Linked DNA regions of Sus scrofa: region 2 is linked to region 1. The links are chromatin contacts, called in public Hi-C maps. All regions are on one chromosome and are shown on one strand. Each heading gives the region's core, a stretch centred on a gene start, on an enhancer-like site or on the middle of the called end of the contact. The rest is flanking DNA. Distances are from core to core; before and after follow the strand shown.

What was found. A called contact is a pair of places that touch in the nucleus more often than the background predicts.
Region 2: a contact with region 1 is called in a Hi-C map of skeletal muscle, with 3 times the contacts expected there. The contact joins the enhancer-like site here to the promoter of FBXL22 in region 1. A contact is called at or near these places in 2 of 5 promoter capture datasets (fetal liver and liver), 14 of 47 Hi-C or Micro-C datasets (embryonic fibroblasts, epiblast stem cells, fetal heart ventricle and 4 more) and 2 of 2 datasets of contacts at active chromatin or transcription factors (alveolar macrophages and skeletal muscle).

The regions. Positions count from the first base shown.
Region 1 is chr1:108,407,909-108,414,381 of Sscrofa11.1, reverse strand. It overlaps FBXL22 (F-box and leucine-rich protein 22), which reads left to right and starts at 2,445. Exons shown (of 2, transcript XM_021094142.1): 1 at 2,445-2,973; 2 at 5,038-6,155. The coding sequence starts at 2,468. The coding sequence ends at 5,383. It overlaps USP3 (ubiquitin carboxyl-terminal hydrolase 3), which reads left to right. Exons shown (of 16, transcript XM_021094102.1): 16 at 1-24.
Region 2 is chr1:108,551,786-108,559,181 of Sscrofa11.1, reverse strand. All of the region lies in intron 6 of APH1B (gamma-secretase subunit APH-1B), which reads left to right. Among named protein-coding and RNA genes, the nearest start is that of USP3, 40 kb to the right of the region's middle. Within about 2 kb of position 4,276, at least 3 of the 83 cell types and tissues checked have an H3K27ac peak or open chromatin away from gene starts, as enhancers often do. A contact at or near this core is called in skeletal muscle, where this site is marked.

The DNA of each region.
Region 1 (6,473 bases), core at 1,196-3,695:
TCATTAAAGATCTGGTCTCTTTCCTTTTGACTATTATTTCTGAACACCTTTCAGTGTTGCAAAGTTAGGTGACAATGAACCTGCTTAAGCTATGAACCTTCTGAGCCAGCCAACAGGTAATAGAAGGTTTTTACAGACCCCCTGCCAGCTGGGGCTGCTGGTGCATGTGGGCCCAGATGGCTTGACTTGGAGGGGCAGGGGGGTGGCGGGAGAGCTCCTCTAGTGCCTGCACTCAGGTGCACTAAGGGAGCTCACTTGTGTTGGGCAACTTCATCCTGTCTTCCCTTGTGACACTGATTTTATTAAAATGAGGTCCACTTGCCTCTTCACAGCTAGACACTACCCTGAAGAACCAGGTTTGGGGCTCTGAGCAAAGAATCACCTTTCAAAGTCAAAACAGGTCAACAAGTGCCATTGCTTTAAAAAAAAAAAAAATTCTGCTTTGCGGTAAACTGTACACTCCCTCTCTGCCCCATGTCCCCTGCAAACCAAAAAAACTAAGAACCACCTGTGTCCACATCCACTGTTTTTCCGTGTTACTTATTTGCCGGTTCCTATCAGCCTTCTAAAGTTTGAAGACAGAGGCGCCTGCAGCCCAAATGGTTTTGCCTCCAGTTCCCACATCACACATTTCCTTCTGGCAGCTGTGCAGCTGCTGTTGTTGCAGCCAAGCAGCCGAGCTCCACATGGGCAGAAAAGAAGGAGCTGTGGTCACAACACCTGGCCCTGAGCCAGACCCCTCCCCAAAAGCAGCCATGCACGTGCCCCCCCCCCCATATCCTGGGATGCTTCAGCGAAGGAGCCAGGCTCTGAATGTGAGGCCTGCCTATCTTTCACTGTTTGAGCAGCGCTGCAGGAGTGCAACTTGGAAACCACAAGGAAGCAAAAGGACTCTCCCCCACAGACAGTACACTTAACACTGCTCTGTCTTTTAAGAAGGTGAAAGAATGCCCTACTTCCAGGGCTCAGCCCTCTGAAAAGGATGGGTTTGTGAAGGACTGGGGAGGGAGGGGGCTAATAAGGCTTTCCACTAAACCCACCGGTGGTACAGCAGCACCCCTGGTGTGGATACGTTTAACTAGAGCTGGAAGAGGGACTCTGGCTGTCAGCTGGGACAACTACGATGATGAGCTGGAAAGAGCAGTACCTAGTTGTCCTTTCCTTGAGAAACACTTCTTCCTTTTGGCTGTTTCTTGGTTTATGTTGTTTTCAAGGAAAGTCAGACCTTCCATTTCACCTTGGCAAGTGGTGGGGTGACTGTGATGGACTCCTCAGAGCACGGGAGCTGATGCCAATGGCTGCCTTCTTCCCTTGGCTGCATTCTGCTTTCACAGGCCAAGCTGCACCAGGGCTGACCGAGCCTTAGCCTCAGAAGAGGTGTTTCATCTGTGTTACTCCACCCACGTGCAAAACAAAGTGTTCCCCCTCCTTCCAATTCCCATTATGTGGGAGAAGGAATGGAGGTGACCACTGAGGGGCTGCTCCCTGGTCTAGCAGAGGAAGACCGGTTTCCTCGTCTCATTACTTAACCCACCAAGCCAACCAACTGGTACACAGAGTGAGGCCTTCGCAGGAGGAAAACTGAGGTGGGGTCTGGTCAAGGATCGGGAGCGAAGTGATATTAGAAAATGCTTCATGGATTGAGAAATCTCAGATCCTGAATAGAGAATAAAAAAAACCTTCAGGAAGCCTGGCTAGCAGCTCACCGCCAGGAGCTCAGGGCATTCACAAGGAAGATGGTGTGTGACTGGCTCAATGGGCAAGCGCAGACTGAAGTACAGCAACCTAAAACTGTTTCAAGCAGTTTTGTATTAGGAGCTACCTCAACCACCCTGACATTTTGGAAAATACAGGCTGGATACAGCAGGACACAACTCTTAAAGGCTAAAGCCAAGTAAACCGAAGTTTAAAAAGTGACACATATATACACAGAAGAATCTTGGAGAGAGAAGCTACTGAGGACAAACCCTTTATGGAAAAAACGAAGGGTATACATAGAGGCAAATGGGAGACCGAGGAAATCCCTGTGCCTGGAGGAGGGCAGCAGGATTTGAAGGCAGTTCTGAAGCCTGGAAAGTGTCACTACTGAGCAAAAGTAACAGAAAAGGGGTACTACCCATGCCTTCTGCTTACATCTCTGAGCACAAAACTACCACACTGCTCTTTATAGACAAACCTTTTCCTACAAAGAGCAGAGCAAAAGACTCCTATTGATGTCCCAGAAAATAAAAACAGACACTGTTTGCAATTAGAGTCCTTCCCAGTGACAAGAGACTTGCAGGCCCAGACGGAGGTGGTCTAGCCAGTACCACGAATGAAAACGCCAAAAGAGCTCTCTGCCTAATGCCATTGTCAGCTAAAAGCAAAGAAATCCCTTTTAAGGAAGCTATTTAACTTCAATACGCTGCTTCTCTGCCAAGATCTTCAATTCCTCTGAACATAAGCCGAGCCACACACTGCTGCACGTATGTCTGGGCCTGGACCTCCCCCCTCCTCAGAGCGGCAGCACCAGTTGTTGGCCAAAAATAAACACCATTCCTCAACCATATATGTCCACCAGCCCAGAGCTGGGGAGGAGCAGCAGGAGGTAGGTCAGGTCCCCGGGCTCCAGTCATACTCTGTGTGGCCGCTGCACACCATGCACATCACCCAGCTCAACCGGGAGTGCCTGCTGCACCTCTTCTCCTTCCTGGACAAGGACAGCAGGAAGAACCTCGCCAGGACCTGCCCCCAGCTCCAGGACGTGTTTGAGGACCCCGCACTCTGGCCCCTGCTGCACTTCCGTTCCCTCACAGAACTCAAGAAGGACAACTTCCTCCTGAGCCCAGCCCTCAGGAGCCTCTCCATCTGCTGGCATTCCAGCCGCGTGCAGGTGTGCAGCATTGAGGACTGGCTCAAGAGCGCCCTCCAGAGGAGCATCTGCAGCCGGCATGAGAACCTGGTCAATGATTTCCTCCTCCAGGTGTGCGACAGGTAGGCCACCTCCTGTGCTGGCTTTGCTGGCTCTGGCATCTGGAGTTCTATGAGGCTTCTGGGGGGCAGGGAAGAGCAAACCACAAGAGGATGGCTCCGATTTGGAGAGCCTCAGACTAGGCCCAAGGCAACCCCCTGCTCCCAGGCCCTGCCACAGTGCAGTCCCCAGATGGGGGAAATGGGCACCAAGCCTCCCCTTAGCCTCACAGGTCCTAGAGCTGCTTCTGCAAAGAGGAAGAACTCGGCTTCAGCTGTCCCCATCTTTTGGGCCAGCTGTCCTCCCTGGCAGCCATTAAACGCTGGGTGGGTCCAGCTGGGCCTTGATTTTTCAAAGTCAGGCCCCAGGAAAAGGTTCCTAGATTCAGCAGTCAGCTCACCGCTCCACCCTGCCCCTAGCAAGCAAACCCCAAGACCTGTGAAATGCAGCTGTGGAAGGAGAGCTTAGAGGGCTCAGCTCTGAGTTAGCTAAACCAAGCTAGGCTCCGGAAATAGGGGTGGTGATAAATTATGGTTTCCTAGAAACTTACTAATCTTCACGCTACCCAAAGGAGAAAGTGTTCTAGCCTAAGTTTTCAGATAAGCAAACCAAAGCTCTGACAGGTTGTGTGATCTGCCCCAAAGTCTAAAGCTGCCAGATTTTAGCAAATAAAAACTCAAGCCCAGTTAAATCAGCAAGGTGTGGCCTGGCCTTCCCAGGCCACTGTCTGGGCACACCAAGTGTCCCCAGAGTTACCAAAAAAAAAAAAAAAGCAAAGGACTTGATGGTCATGGTCCTCCTCCGAGTCCCTCAGTTCTGCTAGTGTCCATGTGACCCCAGCCCCAATATTTAAACTCTTTCAACCTCATTTCTTCATCCATAAAGTGGGATAAATTGCCTTATCTTGCAGGCTAAAAGAATTAAATGACACAGTAGCACGGGCACATAGTGGGTATTGCCAAGTATCCACCAATTCTAGATCTGGCAGTCTTCTGGGGAGGGGGTGTTGGGAAGAACAGGTGAGGATGGCTGGGCCAGGATGGAGGCGGCTCTTTCTCTGGTGTCTTCCTGCATCAGGCTTACTCTAAAGGTTCTCAGAGGAAGGGATCACTTAACACCCTTGGGGCTTAAACACCTACCTAGTCCTTACAACCAACCTGAAGGTAACACTTGTCAGATGAAGAGGGGCCCCAGTAAGGTTTAGACATTTGTCCTGGGTCAGACAGCAAATAAGTCACAGGCAAGTCACTTGAGCTCTCTGGGCCAGTTTCCTCACAAAATGGGGTGGAGCGTTGGTATGAAGCATAAGGAAGGCGTGTCAACTTGGGCAGATGCGACGCACTCAGCGTGTGGATGTGGCCATGCTCAACCTATTTCAGTTCCTTCCTTCCTCAGGCAAAGGGAGCTGAGCTGGTGCAGGCAAGTTCAGTCAAAAGGCAATGGGGTAGGCTGATGGGGAACAGAACCCCCCCCCCCTTCCCCGGGGCTGACTCCAGCTTCCTCTGGCTACAGGAAACCAAAGCCAGCGCCCACCAGTCAGGTTCTTCTTGACAGGAAGCAGTCTGGTCCTGCTCGCTCCCAGGAAACATGGGTTTTGATTGCCTATAGAAGTCCCTGTGCAGGCTCCAGACATCCCAAATCTCATTTAATCCTCCAACAATCCCACCGGTAGGCGTTATTCTCCCTCCCCCAACTCCTACTTCACCCCTACCCAAGGCAACAGGTGAGGAGAGAACCAAAGCAGCTACAGTCGTTCCTCCTTGGAACCAGCATCTCTATGTTCACAGCAGGACACGGACCTGGGTCTCCACTGGGGTCTCCTGAGGCTAAGAGCTCACGCAGATTAAAGCACGGCGGGGCGAGTGGCAGAAAGGGAAGGAGAAACGGGACAAAAGCCCCAGTTCAGATCCAGGCTCCGTTACTGCAGAGTTCTCGTCTCTGATACGCCTGGTCTCCCAGAGTTGGAAAACGCACCAACCACCTCAGGGAACTTCGGGAAGCGGCGTGGCGCGGGGAGGGGGCGCACGCTAGCATTCTAACCGCACCCTCCTCGGCACTGGCCCGCGGTCACCGCGTTCTCTCCGCAGGTGCCCCAACCTGGCATCCGTCACGCTATCCGGCTGCGGTCACGTCACCGACGACTGCCTAGTGCGTCTGCTCCTCTCCTGCCCGCGCCTGCGCGCTCTGCGCCTGGAGAACTGCGCGCGCGTCACCAACCGCACGCTGACAGCCGTGGCGGCGCACGGGCGCGCGCTGCAGACGCTGCACGTGGACTTCTGCCGCAACGTGAGCGCGGCTGGCCTGCGCCGCCTGCGCGCCGCGTGCCCGCGCCTGACGCTGCGCGCCGAGCACAGCGCAGCCATGATCCCAGACCAGCCCCCGCGCGGCCCGCAAGCGCCCGGCGCCGCTTTCCGCAAACTGCTGCAACGCTAGCTGGGCGCCTCTCCGCTGGGAGGACACCCGCCTCGGGCGTCCCGGCGGAAGGAGCGACCTGGCTTGAACTCCAACTCCTAGACAGCCGCCACATCCTCATCCAAGACGAGGATACGAGCGCCTACCTCACGTGATTTTATACACAGGCTAAGCGGGAAATTTGATGGCCCGATGCTTGGAAAACACTCCAGTGTTTATTTATCTCACTAAACACCAGCACCCTTCCCCGTCTCTCCCGCGCACCGTATTCTCCGCCTGGCGCCGCCCGTAGCTGCAGGAGGCCCTACCCAACACCAACGAGTTTGGAGATATAAATAACCTGGCGGGGAGGCGTGACCACCCGGGGCTCCCCCGCAGCGCGCGGGGCGGGCCACCCCGGGAAAGCGCGCAGTGAAACCCCCGGGCCCTCGGAGGGTCTAGGTGGTGCGCCAGCGGGAAGAGGGAAGGAACCCCTGGCACAGGGACCGAGACAGCCATCGAACTGCGGCTTTGCTTTACAGCCACCCCAGCGTGCTCGCCTTTTTTCCGGGCAGATGCATTTCTAGGAGGGACTGCAAACAAGGTTCCAGAAAACTCGCTCGTTGATGTGCTTCTTTCATAAACAGCCGTTTTTATCCTCATTTTCTACCGTTCTCTCATTAATAAGGGGAAAAAAATCATTTGAAAAACCCGAAGACTTAAAAGCAATAGCCCTGGTTAGATCACTGGATAATGAAACCCTTAAAAGCTGATGCAAAATTAAAATTTTTACCTGCTAGATTTGCTGAACGTGGCAACGTCTGGAGTTCCAACTTCAGGGCTTTAGTCACTGGTGTCCCACCTTTATCCACCAAAGCAAAGGCTTTCGGCCAACCAGCAGCCTCCTGGTCCCAGGTACATGGGGAAAACTGGCTAAGTGGGGAAGGCAGGGAGGATGGTGGAGGGGTGGGCGATGCTCACGCTCTGGCTCCTCCCATTACCAGCTAAGATCAAGGTCCTTTACCCACCTGAGGCCAGGAGTTTCTTGTGAAAGGGGCTCTTGATCCCTACTCACAGGTTCCTTAATATGTTGCCCGAATACTGGAGAAACAGCACGGAATAAGCCATTCTG
Region 2 (7,396 bases), core at 3,027-5,526, 140 kb before region 1:
CAGTACTTGCAATTGGTCTGTCATCTTTTCTATTTCATCTTGCTTTAGTCTTGGAAAATTGTACTTTTCTAAGAGTTTGTCCATTTCTTCTAGGTTGACCATTTTATTGGCATATAGTTGCTTGTAGTAATCCCTGATGATCCCTTGTATTTCTGTGATGTCCTTTGTAACATCTCCTTTTTCATTTCTAATTTTATTAATTTGAGTCCTCTCTCCTTTTTTCTTGATGAATCTAAGGGTTTATCAATTTTGTTGATATTTTCAAAGAACCATCTTTGGGGTTAAGAGAGACAGTATTAAGATGGAAAAATAGAAAGACTGGAGCTCAACTTCTCTCATAAAAACAACAAAATTACAACCAAATGCTGAACAACTTTCAACCAAATGGACTGGAAACTTTCAAAAAGATATCCTACTTCATAAGACAAAGAGGAAGCCACATCAAGAGGTAGGAGGGGTGATTATGTGATATAAACAACCCCATACCTCCCAAGTGGGAAGCCTGCAGACTGGAAAGTAACTGTATCACAGAGACTCGCCTACAGGAGTGAGAGTTCTGAGACCCATGTCAAATCCCCATGCCTGGGTATCTGGCATTGGGAGAAAGAGCCTCAGAGCATCTGGCATTGAAGGCCAGTGGGGCTTGTGCTCAGGAGCTCCACAGGACTGGGGGAAATGGAGACCCCATTCTTGAAAGGTGTACACAGGCTTTCATGTGCACTGATTCCCAGTGCAAAGCAGAGGATCCATAGGAATCTGGATCAGATCTGACTGCAGATCTTGGAGGATCTCCTGGGAAACCAGGAGGTAACTGTGGCTCATTGTGGGGGAAGGACATTGGAGGCAAAGCTCTCCAGCATGTATTTCTCTGGAGGTGGCCATTTTGGGAAAATCTGGCCCCACCCATCAGCTCTGAGAAGCCCCAAGGCAAACAATAATCCAGGTGGGACCACAACCCCACCCATCAATAAACAGGCTGCCTAAAGTCCCCCAGGTACACAGCATCCTCTAATCTCACCCAGAGACAAAGCCCAACCCACCAGAGGGATAGGAATCAGCCACACCTACCAGTGGGCAGGCACCAGTCCCTCCCATCAGGAAGCCTACAGCAAGCTCACTTACCGACTTCAGTCACAAGGGGGGCAGACATCAGAAGTAAGAGAGGTTACGATCTGTTGTCTGCAAAAGGGCACCACACCAAAAACCTATAAAAATGAAAAGGCAGAGAAATATAACTCAGATAAGGGAGCAAGAAAAAAACCCCAGAAAAACAGCTAAGTGATCTGGAGATTATCAGCTTCCAGGAAAAGACTTTAGACTGATGATGCTGAAGATGATGCAAGACATTGGAAATAAACTGGAGGCAAAGATAGATAATTTACAGCAAACACTGAGCAAAGAAATACAAGATTTAAAACTTAAGCAAACAGAGATCAAAGGACCAGCTTTTTGTTTCATTGATCTTTTCTATGGTTTTCTTCATTTCTATTTCATTTATTTCTGCTCTGATCTTTATGATTTCTTTCCTTCTGCTAACTCTGTGTCTTGTCTGATCTTCTCTCTCTAGTCACTTTAGGTGTAAAGATAGGTTGTTTATTAGAGCTTTTTCTTGTTTCCTGAGGTAGACTTTATTGCTATAAACTTCCCCCTTAGAATTGCTTTTGCTGCATCCCATAGGTGTTGGATTGTTGTGTCTTTTTTGTCATTTGCTCCCAGGTATTTTCTAATTTCCTCTTTGATTTCTTCAGTCATCCATTGGTTGTTTAGTAGCATGTTGTTTAGTCTCCACGTGTTTGTATTTTTTGCAGGTTTTTTTTCCTTGTTGATTTCCACTTGTGTAGAGTTATGGTTGGAAAATATGCTTGATATGATTTCAATTTTCTTAAATTTACTGAGGCTTGATTTGTGGCCCAAAATATGATCTATCCTAGAGAATGTTTCTTATGCGCTTGAGAAGAATGTGCATTCTTCTGCTTTTTGTTGGAATGTTCTATATATATCTATTAGGTTCATCTGGTATAATGTATCATTTAAGGCCTGTGTTTCCTTGTTGACTTTCTGCCTGGATTATCTGTCTATTGCATTAAGTGGGGTGTTAAAGTCTCCAGCTATTATTGTGTTATTATCAATTTCTCCTTTTAAAGTTATTAGCAGTTGCCTTACATTTTGAGGTGATCCTATGTTGGGTGCATATCTATTTACAATTGTTATATCTTCCTCTTGGATTGAATCGTTAATCATTATGTAATGTCCTTCTTAGTATTTTATAATATTCTTTATTTTAAGGTCTACTTTATCTGATGTTAGTATTGCTATACCAGCTTTCTTTTAACTTCCATTTGCATGGAATATTTTCTTCCATCCTCTCACTTTCTATTTGTATGTGTCCCTAGAACTAAAGTGAGTCTCTTGTAGATAGCATATATATGGGTCTTGTTTTTGTATCCATTCAGCCATACTGTGTCTTTTGGTTGGGGCATTTAGTCCATTTACACTTAAGGTATTTATTGATATGTATGTTCATATTGCCATTTTATTAACTGTTTTGGATTTGTTTTTGTTGGTCTTTTTTCCTCCCTTCTTCTCTTGTTCTCTTTTGTGGTTTGAGGACTCTTTAGTGTTGTGTTTGGATTGCTTTTTCTTATTTGTGTTTGTATCTATTATATAGTTTTGGTTTGCAGTTACCATGAAGTTTTGATATAGGAGTCTATATATATACAAGATTGTTTTACATTTTTGGTCACTTAAATGCAAGTGCATCTCCAGTGTCTTTCATTTGTACCCTCCTCATGATTTTTGATTTTGGTGGCATATTTTTTTGTGGATGATCTCCTACCTTTACTATATGTATGCACTTATCAGTGGGCCTTGTCATTTGTGATATTTTTGTTGCTAGTTGTGGCCTTTTCTTTTCCACCTACAAAAGTTGCTTTAGTATTTGTTGTACAGCTGGTTTAGTGGTGCTGAATTCTCTTAGCTTTTGTTTGTCTGTAAAGCTTTTGATTTCTCCTTCAAATCTGAAAGAGAGCCTTGCCGGGTAGAGTAATCTTGGTCGGAAGTTTTTTCCTTTCATCACATTAAGTATATCATGCCACTCCCTTCTGGCCTGCAGAGTGTTTCTGCTGAAAAATTTCCAATAACCTTATCGGGGTTATTTCCAATAACCTTATCATTTGTTTCTTTTCCCTAGCTGCTTTCAATATTTTCTCTTTGTCTTTAATTTTGGTCAATATGATGAATATGTGTCTGGGATGATCTTCCTTGGATTTATTTTATATAGTACTCATTGTGCTTCCTGGATTTGAGTTAGTAGTTCCTTTCCCATGTTAGGGAAGTTTTTGGATATTATCTCTTTAAATATTTTCTCTGGCCCTTTCTCTATCTCTTCTGGCACCTCTATAATATAGATGTTGGTGCATTGAACATTATCCCAGAGTTCTCTTAGACTGTCTTCAATTCTTCTCAATCTTTTTTCTCTTTTCTGTTCCACATCAGTACTTTTCATTAGTCTGTCCTCCACCTTGCTTCTTCATTCTTCTGCCTCCTGTATTCTGCTGTTGTTTGCTTCTAGTGAACTTTTTTATTTCAGCTACTGTATTTGCATCTCTGCTTGCTTAATCTTTGTCTTCTATTTCTTTGCTCAATGTCCCTTGCAATTTATCAGTCTTTGCCTCCAGTTTATTTCCAAGATCTTGAATCATCTTTACTATTATCAGTGTAAAGTTTTTTCATGGAGGTTGATAATCTCCAGATCACTTAGCTGTTTTAATGGGTTTTTTTTTCTTGCTCCCTTGTCTGAGTCATAATTCTCTTCCTTTTCATTTTGTATAGATTTTTGGTGTGGTCTCCTTTTTACAAACAATAGAGTTGTATCCTCTAATTCTATTAGTTTTAACACATGATATGTGTTATTCAAATGTTAGTTCCCTTCTTAATCTAGTCATCCCAGGAAATATTAGTGAGGTATTTACTAAACCCCAATGCCTTTTTGGCATAGTCAAAATTGCTCTCTATCATATAGACCCCACTTCTAACATTCATCATCTCCTTTCATAAGGAAGACATATGGTCTGGAAAAGTACTATAGCTACTGCTCAGAACCCTGCCTGGTTCATTCCTTTGAGTTCCCAGAGAGGAACAGCCCAGAATCCTTGTTGAAAGCTATGTAGGAAAAGGAAACCAACTCCCAGCACAGAAAGTGTTCCCAGAGCTATGTTCCAGAAGTCATCCAGGTTGGGAGGTGGCCAATCCTCCCCCCACCCCAACACACACACACAGAGGAACAGGGTGGAGCTGTGAAGGAGAGAATCACAGGTTCATTAACATTCCCATTCTAGATGTGGGAAAGATGCAAGGGGAATCAGGAGCTGGGAGGTCTAGTTTGCAGTGTAAATTTAAGCAAGTCACTTCACATCTCTGGGCCAGAGGTTTGGAGTGTGGACCCCTCCAACACTCAAGGACACTATTTCTTGAGTCACTAGGAAACAAATTAACTCTCCAGTCACATAATTTTCATTTGCATTATTGTAGCCTAGGCTAATGTCCAACTCTTTTTCACAAACAGTGGGAAATTATGTCATTTCCACTACTGAATCAAGCACAGCCAAGTGTGTTACAGAATCACTTTTCTCACTTAGTAGCTTTGGGCAGCAGAAGAGACGTGTGCTTTGGATTCTGGAATAGCTGAGCTTTCTTAGGAAGATTCCAGAAGGAGTTATTTATCCCATGGTTAAAGTGGGAAGTACTGTTCCAGCATCCTGGGCCACAATACTATAATCTTCTATTGCTTTTCTCTCTTCCAAGGAAAGACATCAAACAAGAAACTCATTCAAAATTTAACCACAACATGAACAGACATTTTATGTGAGCAATTATAAATAGTCATGTGCAAAAAAACCCCTGCCTACTGGTATCCAGAGAAATGTGGATTAAAGCAAATTTTGGACTCCATTTAAAAATATTAATTCTCAAAAATATGTAAAAGCAACAATATTGAATTCACCTAATGTTGCAGCAAAATTGACTCACTGAAATAATATTGGTTGGTAGCATTGCAACTTAGTAGCAGCTCTTTGAGGAAGCAATATGGCAACACATAGGATGAGCCATATTCATGACCACTGAGAAGTAAGTCTGCATGAAGTAGTTAACATTTCAGTATCTATAATAGCAGGAAAAGAAAGAAAAAGAACAATTATGAGTCTAAGCTTAGGGGGTTAGGGGACTTGCTACACAGATTTTATACAACCTCTTAGAGAGCTATAAGGATATTTATGAAGATTAAGTAGCAACACAGAGAAGAGTACTGTGAGTGAAATGTATTAACTTTGGGAAAACATGCCTCATGAATATAGCTCTGTAAAAATGTGTGTACATAAGGGTACAGGGGCCAGAATGTATTGAAATAAAAACAGCCACAGTGTTTGGGAGATGAAATACTGTGTTTTAAATTTTTATGCCTGGGATCGTTTTGTCTTCAATTAAATAAAGAAAGAAAGTATATCAGTTTGGGGAATCTCATCCCCAAACTTCCCCACTAGACAAGGAGATCAGGGAGCCTGCCTGTCTTGTCATAGGTTGTTTATCTTAGTACATGTCTAGCACATGGTAGGTGCACTGTAAATATTTGTGGACTGATTGACCACTGCTGTCAGCCTCTCTAAACAGGGTTTAATACATCACTGACGAAGTCCTCTTCCTTTTGCAAAGAGGCCTTTGCTAGCAACTTTACTGTCTCCAAAAGCAAAAACAGCTTCCTTCAACTCTGCTTCTTCTCTCCCCCAGAGTCTCACTGGCAGAAAGAGGCTATCACTTTTAAGCCACCACCAACACCAGGGCCCAGTCTAGGTGGGGAGAATCTCCCCTTCCTTCTGCAGCTTCATCCTTGGGACAGATCCTCACAGGGACACAAGGGCAGCTTGGTCCCAAAAGTCATGTGGACACTAACGCTTGACACCAGAAGGTGGCACTCTACACATTTTCTTACGATGCAGAATCTGCACCTTCCACTGCTCTCTGGTAGTTCATCACCCAAAGGTGGGCCATGGTGAGTGGGTGACAAGGGTGGCCAGGCCTAAGGCCAAGGTCAGGAACAGATGGAGGCAATGCCTGCTGTGCCTGGTGCTTGGAGAAATGGTAACTCCCCCATTTTATTCTTGGGGAAACAAAGGTCCAAAGAGCCTTAGACTGCCACAACCCCAGCCTCAAGTAGAATAACATTACCCAGATCTAGCCCAGTTCTCCTTACTCCAGCGCTCACCCTCTTTCCACTACACCATGTGCCTCCCAGCTCCCCAGCAATAGTAGTCTGTAAAAAAAGTAGGCAAGGATGTTTCTAAACCTTTGGTTAAATGCTTGGTCAATCACTGTGCCAATTATAAAATTGATCATACCCTTTGACCTTGAAACATCACTTTGGGAAATGTGTTCCAAGGAAACAAAAATATGAAATAAGTATTTATTAATATATATATATGTTTTTTGTATTATGAAATATGAAAAATAATACAGAGACATTTAGAACTGAGCTTCATATTTCAGTTAAAATTGAAAGCAGCTCAAATACCCAACTATGGGCAGAAGTTGGGAGGATCATGCTGTGGTCATTGTACTGACACTGGGAATCGTCATTGCATAGATTGGAGCTCATGTCCAGGTTGTCATATGGGCACTCTCATATTGGTCAGTAAAGTGTCAAAATAGTAAAAGCAATAAAAGCAAAAATAAACAAGTGGGACTATATCAAAGCAAAATGCTTCTGTACATCAAAGGAAACTACCAACAAAATGAAAAGGCAACCTATGGAATGGGAGAAAAATATTTGTAAAGCACATATCTGATAAGGGGTTAGTGTCCAAAATATTTGAAGAACTCATATGCTCAGTAGCAAAAATGCAAACAATTGATTTTCAAATGTGCAGAAGATCTAAACAGAATGTTATTTAACCATAAAAAAGAATAAAATCATGCCATTTAGGATAACATGGATAGACCTTGAGAATATTATGCTGAGATAAATCAGAGAAAGACAAATACCACCTTAGCTTATTTATATGTGGAATCTAAAGAAAAAAAAAACAAGCTCATAGACATAGAGAACAGATCGGTGGTTGCCAGAGGTGGGAGCTGGGGAGTGCAAAATGACTGAAGAGTCTCAGAGGTATAAACTTCCCGCTATAAAATAAGTCCGGGGTAGGGAGAATGGAGTTCCCATCATGGCCCAGTGGAAAGGAACCCAACTAGGAACCATGAGGTTGCAGGTTCGATCTCTGGCCTCGCTCAGTGAGTGAAGGATCCGGCAATGTAGGTCGCAGATGCAGCTCAGATCCTGCCTTGCTTGGCTGTGGTGTAGGCTGGCAGCTGTAGCGCCCATTAGATCCCTAGCCTAGGAACCTCC